Regions from separate parts of the Triticum aestivum genome. Here region 1 is linked to region 2. Evidence: chromatin contacts called from public Hi-C data. All regions are on one chromosome and are shown on one strand. The core of a region is the stretch at or near the end of the contact, and the rest is flanking DNA. Distances in the headings are between cores, read along the strand shown.

Region 1 (4,003 bases), core at 1,449-3,948, 360 kb before region 2:
TTAATATCTTATAAGAGGTTAAAGAAAGTTAGCAATTTGCCGTTGCTTATATCTTAATATAAAACTTCATTATTATGACATGTATAAACTTCAATACGAGGTAAGAACTTACAGTTGCTGTCAAAGATCGCCTTATATGTTATTAAAAAATGATTGAACCCATAACATTTCCTGGATTGATCTTTCAATAGTGAAAAGCAAGTTACCTGAATCATGCCGGGGTGGTCACGAGAGTTGTTCCCAGGCCATGGTGTCCCATCCTGCATGACCCAGCCTTCCTCCGGTGTCTTTTGAGCCTTGGCAACCAAAGCATTTATCCTCACCTTGAACTCTTCATAATCTCTCTGCACGAAACACAATGCTTATTTACATGACTAACAGCAAAACGAAACTGCCAAAATAAAGGACATTGTCAAACTGTCCAATAGAAATATACCTTCATAGCCCTACGCTCCTTGACGAAAGACGGGTGTATTTTATCCTTCAAGTAGTCAATCTTCTGTGAGAAGTAGAACTCAGGGGTTCGTGGCTCAATGGAGAACTTCTTGCAAAATGGAACCCATCTCCTTGCAAATTCCGCAGTTTCAGCAAGTGATTCAAACGTGAGCATGGCAGCTCCGTCGTCAGAGACGTAGCACGAAATTTTCTCAACAGGATAGTCCACCGCGAGAATGGACAGCACAGTGTTCGCAGTGATTAGTGGAGGCTCTTTCAGTGGATCCACTGTACTGACAAAGAAATCCACAGGTGCTAACCCAGAATCTTCTCCATCTCCATATCTGTAACATGCATGGATTATGCAACTCAGTACAAACAATGCTTACTGATATATAAACAGTTTTAGTGGTACTACTACCGAGCATACCGTGCAATCAGCCTATCGACGTAAGTCTCTCGGTTGACAGGACACCACTTGGGAAATTGATCCAAGATCCAGGAGAAACCGAACCAGATCTCACATATGACTGAAGTCAGCCAGAGACCAAAGGCACTGTCGACAGGGTTGGTGATACGGTAGTGGAAGAAGAGCCCGAGAACAACTAGCCGCATAATGATGACTGCCCTGTAAGGTGTGAGCTTGTTCTTCGATATAGGGATGATCCGGGAAAGTGGCTCATACGCATCTGTCAAACTGCAAAATCGTTTGGTGTGTAACAATAAATTGTCAGCATATTAAAATTAAAACGCTTGAATTATATGAACCAACCAACTCACCCAAAATCCTAAGCTAATGAGGGAAGGTGACACTATGCATTTCAACAAAACACCATGTCATTTTATAATGTAGCAGAGGTGAAGCTCAAAAAGGTCTTGAACTAAGCCAGGGGAGAGTATAATAGCAGAAAACATATTAAATTAACAACTTAGGAAGATCCTGATGTTAAGATGTATAAACAAGGTGTGGTTAATGGTTATAGGCCAAGTTAAGCAACAAATTGTGTGACTAAGGTGTAAATGAAGCATGTTAATGAGATATGAAGTGTGAATACAATATCACATCTCCAGATTAGTTTAAGCTATTTTCCCCAGTACAAGGGAAATATAGAAGTTTGTATATGGATCTGGTAAGATAGCAATCACACGAGACCTTAAGGTCAATTTCAAATATAACTGGCATCTAGCTCGTCTAAAAAAAACCTTTGGTGTGAATCAGCTAACTATATATGATAATACCTATAAAAATGGTGAACCAGAGATTTACAGATTTTCATTTGTTACGAGACATGGATACATATATACAAGTAGAAGCTCTAGAGTAATCATTTTAAGGATGTATAAATGGATGCGTAATTCATACTCCTTTTCTTCCATGATCTGTTCTTCCACAGGCGGAACTTGTGCTTTAGCTGCAGCCTTTTTTGCTGAGGCTTTCTTCTCATTCTTCTTCTCCTTCCAACTATCAACCCTGTTCTTCCAGATGGGCTTCCCGGATTCATCATTCAACTCTTCACATCCAGAGTGAGTGAAAAAATTTCAGTACTTAAGCGACATCAGGGTAAGGTAAAAAGCCCAAGCAAAGTAGAGAAGTATGCCTACCACTCCCAATTCCAGACATGCTGCTAAGGGTCCTGGCATGACTTACTACATCCTGTTGCACCAAAATCACATCCAACATTGTCAGAACTGTAGGAAATTCCCCTTCCTTGAGGGGTGTGTGTTCAGCTGATCTACACAAAACCGAACAGTTGCACGAATAAATGACTTCACCTGGCGATCGCTGAGTTGGTTCGCCATTGTGACCCGCCCACGCAGACCCTCGGCGACGAGCTGGTCCTCCACCGCCGCTTCCTCCTCCTCCACGGCGCTCCCCTTGCCATTCGCTGGAACAGAGAGCAAACTCGTCAGCGCAAAGCCCCTCGCTGGACTCCTAAGCTTCTGTCAAGGAAAACGGACCTGGGTCGGAGACGGCGTACTCTCCGCCGCAGCGCGCGCAGGCGGCGCGGCCCTCGGCGACGTCCTCGTCGAGGCAAGCCTTGCAGAGCGTGTAGCTGCAGGCGCGGCAGGCGGCGTGCGCGTCGTCCCCGCAGGCCGCGCAGGGAGGATGGGCCCCCGGCTCCATCGTGGCTCCTCCTCGTCGGGGCGCGCGCTACTACTCACCCCTCCTCGCCGGCGTGCGGGCGGAGCGGCAGTGGCCGGAAGGGTGGGGAGTGGAGTGGGAGAGAGAGGGATAGGCTCAGCGTGCCGGAGGTTGGATGCGTGGTGATATAGCCACGGCCGCGCGGTGGCGTGGCGCTGGCAGGCGGTGGGTGGGGTTGGGGCGTCGGCATCGCATCGGCGGGTGGATGGAAAGAATGGAAGCAAAGGGTTGGGCGCCTGAGCGGGCAGGGGAGGGGCGCAGAGGCGGGGCGGCCTGCGGCAGGTGTTTTTCGCGGGAGGGAGGGATTTTGCGGGGTTTGGAAGCGAAGGTGACGGGCGATGGGGCGGGGCGTAACCTGCAAGGCGGGAGGGTCGGAGGTCGGGGGCAGGTTGGTGGTGCTTGGTGTCGTCGGTGCGGGGCCCGTCGCGAGGTGAGAGCAAGAAGGTATCGCTCGCGTTGCGGCGTCGCTTTTGACAGCACGTTTTCTAACTCGCGACCGACGCGACGGCGAAGGGCGAGGAGGGTGGGGGAGTCGTGCTCCGCGGAGGACGAAATTGGAGCAAGTTGCCAGATGTGCAGTTTATGTCCTGGTACACTGAGCTGAGAGTGAAGTCTGAAATAAAGCTATGTCGTCGAAATTGAACCCTCAAATTTTAGTCCGTGAAATCAGCACTCGTACTCTCTGATCTCGGTCTAAAGCAACCTTCAGAGAATTTTCAAATAGCGAACCTGGCAAGGGAGGAGGCCGGAATGTCTGAGTGAACCAACCATGGGTGGTGGGTCCCACAAGGCCCCATGAAATCAACACTCTATCGGGTTGAGCCAGCGGACTAGGTCGCGCCCCTCCACTTCACACACTTCGCCCCTCCTCTCCCTTCTGTCCGCCGACGATGCATCATCTTCCTACTCTCTTGCACAACGGCAACGGCGACCAGCGGACAATCACGGTTACCAATGACGATCATGTCTGTAGTAAAGAAGGAGGTACGCCATGTCCTTCACTTGTGCTCATTTGCCTGTTCTATTTTTGTCTATGTGCAATTAGATGTAGGGTTGTAGTAGAGAAACGTTGGGGCTTGGGTTGATGTTGGTGTAAAACTGATTGATTTGCGGTTAACTTGTTCAATTTTACATCACAAGAGTTACACATGCCCTGTGATGCAGGTGTTTTCGTTCAAATCATGAACCCAAGGGAGGTGTTAAACATTAGATTTGCCTCACAAATAATTGGTGAATTGGTTGCTATTTCTTTATAATGATAAGGATTGAATGAAGATCTCAGAACATACCACAAATGGAGGAGTTGCAGACATATGTGGAGTACAATGGGGAAAGAAGGCTAGGACAAAATATCACATGAAAACCAAGTTTTCGTGGAAATCGTTGAAAACCACACGGAAATGATGTTTTGAAGCTTCAACAAAA
Region 2 (4,568 bases), core at 1,425-3,924:
CCTTGTCGTAAAAAATGGCAGAGATCTGGAGGCCGTCGGTCCTTGCTAAGGCGGAGAACATTAACGTCGAGTGTTTTTTTAAAGGCCACGTCGAGTGGTTGTTGCATGCCTTGGACCCCGGTGACCGAGAATGATTGTTGCATGTTACTTATGAATCAGTGGTGTTGCTCGCATATAGAGAATGAGGTAGTTCACCATAAGGAGCCGCCCCCACTTGACGTTTCATAAAGATTTCTATGTAGCTACCTTGATTCGTTGATCGTTGTGAAGTTAAACTCGAAGTCCGATCCTACAATGGGGAAGTCCATGGTATATCATGACCACTTATCTAAGCCCACACATTAAATAACGAGGCCAATATCTCATGATAGAATCTCTGATAACCAAGCCAGATGGATGGACCAAGCGAGGGATGGATGAAAATGAATGTTGATGGGTCTTACTCCGCTCATTGACTTGTTGGAGCCGACACGATTCAGATTTCAAGGGTGTTTCTTCTTCTTCCCACACAACTTTTCTCGTGCCGGGATACTCTTGAGGCAGAGTTGTGTGCGGCTATGGAGGAATTGTACTTAGCATTACAGAGGTGTGATTCTCCTATTGCAGTTGAGATGGACTCGCTCATTGCAGTGTAGTTGATCCATGCACGGGAACTGGATAGATCAGTATACTCCTCTCTCGTCCAGGAAACTAAACATCGTCCCTCTCTTTGTGAAACTTGTACTACTCATGTAAGGCGAACTCAAAATAATGTTAGTGATTGTTTAGCAACTTTGCTAAATTAGAGGGTAGAACCATCACGTGGATTGGTTAAGGTCCTCCAAGTGCATTAGAACAAAAGCTGGCAAATTGAAGGGCATTATTACCAAAAATACACTGTGGAACTCAGGTCTATCCACACCTGAATTGATATTCTTTTAAGAAAAATAATCAAATAGTTTTGAAGCTTTGTGGCAAGAAAGATGATCTAGATAATACTCACGTTACAAGTTTTGGGAAAAATGATTTACAACGTATTTTGAGCAAAATACAACATAATCAACACTATACAAACACTACTGTTCGCGGTTTTTGTAGCTGCACTTTTATTTTTTTCGCTCAGAATATGATATAGCTCATTTTGTCCCAAAACTAAAAACATGAGTATTAGACTATGCTTGTCGCAAAAAAGCTCCACTTATTTTATTTTATTCTTACTATTTTAAAAAATGTGTTTGCTTAATCGGAAGTGTAATACTCTCTCTGATAAAAAAAAGTGTCATGGCTGCTTTTTTGGATGGCAGGGAGTGATTTTTTCACCTGAAAAAGAAAAGGCTTCATCGAGCAAATTAGGAGTAGGAATCAAGAAAAAGAACTATCGTGGATGAAACAATAAAAGGGCACACTTCGGTTAAAGGCACGAAAAGAGTATTATATGGTCGGGGTCAGGACCGGGAAGCCTGAAAATGAGAAGAGACCGGCAAAATAAGGCTTCTAGATGCCATCATATGGACGAGAGGGAACACACTTGAGTTGGAGCACGTCAAAATCACATATTAGTGGCGCCGAGAGAAAAAAGTGCACGTGGGAACGCATTTCGCTGGCATGGGAAGCCAAGCTCCAGCGAACACCGGGACCACTTCCCAGTAGTATTATCTTGCATCAATCCTGTGTTGTACTCTGATTTTTCTTTTGGTAAGCTGTACTGTACTGTACTGCATTAGTTAGCTATATATACTGCCAAAGCAGCATTACAATACCCACGCCAAAATTAACAAGCTTTTTTCTGTCAGACAGAGTCCGTGTAAAGATACCGTGGAGTACTGACAGTGTAAGATGGAATTAACAAGTAGCCGCGGTGCAGTTTCCCAGTGAGTCACATGGATCATTAATTGATGGATGAACCTTGGCACCATTTGATCTGATGGATCATGGATAGATCTCGCCATTCACCTTCGACCAACTACGTACCTGCATACGTACGACAGTAATCGGTTTCCGCGCGTACGCTTGCAGACGTACTAGTACTTGCAAAAGTAGCCAGTTCTACAGGGTTCGTAATGATTCGACACGAAAACAGTGCGTTCACTAGAGCATCTGCACGGCGCATGAAGTATGGTCGATGTAGCAAGCAGTACTCAGAACCCTCTGCTTGCGCTACGGGTCAAAAACTGAGAGACATGTACAGAGTGGTGGTGAGCATCGACGTATCCTGGCCGTCGAACTAGAATCTGATGCTCCAGTTGGATCGGTACCGAATTTAGCGAACCCGACACCTGCTACATACATGATCACGGGCGGCTCGCTGGATCAGGCAGGCACATCTCATCATCTCTCGCTCCGGCTCCGCACATGCACAAAACAAAAGATGTGCCATGTGTGTACATGGCGGGAGGCAAGGGCGCGGACATGATTGGCCAGATCGGTTAGCGAGGGGGTCGCCATCGCAGCCTCCGCCTAATCTAATCGTCCGCCCTGCCCCAAGACGTCGCCCTCCTCGCTCCGGCCCTCCTCCTATACGCAACAGCGAGGGAGGGAGAGGAGAGCGATCCAATCCAGAACCCGGACGCGGGACTGCACGAAACGCTAAACAAAACAGGCGAAAACGCTGCGCGCACACACAACACATCCATTCCATACAGTAGTAGTACGCGCACCCGGTGGATGGCAACATCGTGCGCATAAACAAAAGCGTCCGTCCACCAGCGCATACGCACGCACATATACAACAAACGCGCACGTAGCAGGGGGGCGGATCATTGAAAGCTGCACCCATCCGTCCCCATTTGCTCGCCACCGTTTCCACCATCCCCCCATCCATCACTCGACCCGGTCCTGTACTACTACTACTCGCCTCCACCCCTCTTCCTTCCTGACAGTACACTTCGTTGTGGCAGCCGGTGATCATCATCAAAGCCCACAGATATATACGCTTTCGGAAAGCCGGGGTTGGTTTCGCTTTGAGCTTTTTATCCGGAGCAGCCAGCCGCCGGGCCGGGACTTCTGTTAGCCCAACCCAGATAGCTCCGTCCGTGTCCGATTCGCCGGGGCCGGGCGTGGATACCTAGGCTAGGCGCCGCCGATGTCGGACTGCAGCACGGGCACGGACTCGCCGCGGGCCGACTCCGTCGACGAGCAGCCGCCCGCCGACGCCGAGTCGCCCGGCGGAGGCCAGAGCAAGCGCGACCACCCCTCGCCGTCGTCGCCGCTGCCGCCGCCCAAGCGCAGGTACATACATACACATCTCCATCCATCCATGGAACCAGTCGAATCTCGAATCTTGATTAGGCGGCGGAGGATTGAATGAGTATGTTTGTTTGGCGATTGCTTGCAGCCGGAGATCTGTGGAGAAGAGGGTGGTGTCGGTGCCGATTTCCGAGTGCGGCGAGCGGGCCAAGACCAACGGCGAGGGCCCGCCGCCGCCGGACTCGTGGGCGTGGCGCAAGTACGGCCAGAAGCCCATCAAGGGATCCCCCTACCCACGGTAAGTACTACGCGTAGATACAGCTTTGCAGGACAGGCTGGTAATTTGCGGCAATTAAATCATCAGTTACCAAGTAAGTAGGCTCGTCTGATTTGTGTGAATTACTGTCGCGTGTTCAGGGGGTACTACCGCTGCAGCAGCTCCAAGGGGTGCCCGGCGAGGAAGCAGGTGGAGCGCAGCCGCGCCGACCCCACCGTGCTGCTCGTCACCTACTCCTACGATCACAACCACCCGTGGCCGGCGCCCAAGAGCGGCTGCCAACCCAACAAGTCCTCTCCGCGGCTGGTGGACCCCAAGCCCGAGCCTGGCACGCCGGTGGAGTGCCAGCCCGAGCACGGACCTGAAGCGCCGGAGCACGGGCCTGAAGCGCCGGAGCAAGATCAGGAAGAGGAGCATGAGCAGAAGCCTGTCATCGGTCTGGCCGACCCCGCGGCGATCACGACGGTGACCGCGGCGGCCGAAGAGGAGGAGGAGAGCTTCGACTTCGGGTGGTTCGACCAGTACCCGACGTGGCACCGGACGGCGCTATACGTGCCGGCGTTCGACGTGGCGCCGCCGCCGGAGGACTGGGAGCGCGAGCTGCAGGGGGAGGACGCGCTGTTCGCTGGGCTCGGCGAGCTCCCGGAGTGCGCCATCGTGTTCGGCCGCCGGCGCGAGCTGGCCCTGGCGGCCACCGCGCCCTGCTCCTGACCACCGCGCCTCCCGTTCCGATCCCGTTTTCCCCCTTTCTTTTTTTTCCTCCGGCTGTAGTTTTACCCGGAGTAATTTGGAGGTGTAGTACATAGCGTGGATCAGATCAAAGGGATTTCGCTGTTCAAGAGTGGCTTTCCGCTTATTTTACTGTCTCGGTTCCGTCGCGATCGCCATATCCAAGGCCGTGCCCGTGCTTGTGCTGTGCTGCCCGCGCCGCTCCGGGAGCAGTTCCGGTCACGATACACATCCGATTCCAGCGAAAAGCAGCGAAAGGTTGCATTTTCAGGCGTTTTTCTCGTCACCCGTGACGCGTAGCGCAGATATACACATACTCCTCGCCCGGCGCAGAGGCTAGCGGCAAGTGGCGGCGAACTGGGCAAGTGGCGCGGGATGGTGGTGGTTGGGGGGAAGC

What was found. A called contact is a pair of places that touch in the nucleus more often than the background predicts.
Region 1: a contact with region 2 is called in a Hi-C map of leaf, with 6 times the contacts expected there. The contact joins the promoter of LOC123070786 here to the promoter of LOC123070785 in region 2. A contact is called at or near these places in 3 of 5 Hi-C or Micro-C datasets (all in leaf).

What each region holds. Positions count from the first base shown.
Region 1 is chr3B:540,862,033-540,866,035 of IWGSC CS RefSeq v2.1, reverse strand. It overlaps LOC123070786 (cellulose synthase A catalytic subunit 4 [UDP-forming]), which reads right to left and starts at 2,698. Exons shown (of 13, transcript XM_044494123.1): 1 at 2,395-2,698; 2 at 2,209-2,321; 3 at 2,038-2,089; 4 at 1,799-1,946; 5 at 866-1,132; 6 at 437-779; 7 at 207-344. The coding sequence starts at 2,560.
Region 2 is chr3B:540,498,693-540,503,260 of IWGSC CS RefSeq v2.1, reverse strand. It overlaps LOC123070785 (probable WRKY transcription factor 65), which reads left to right and starts at 2,674. Exons shown (of 3, transcript XM_044494122.1): 1 at 2,674-3,207; 2 at 3,314-3,463; 3 at 3,583-4,298. The coding sequence starts at 3,062. The coding sequence ends at 4,153.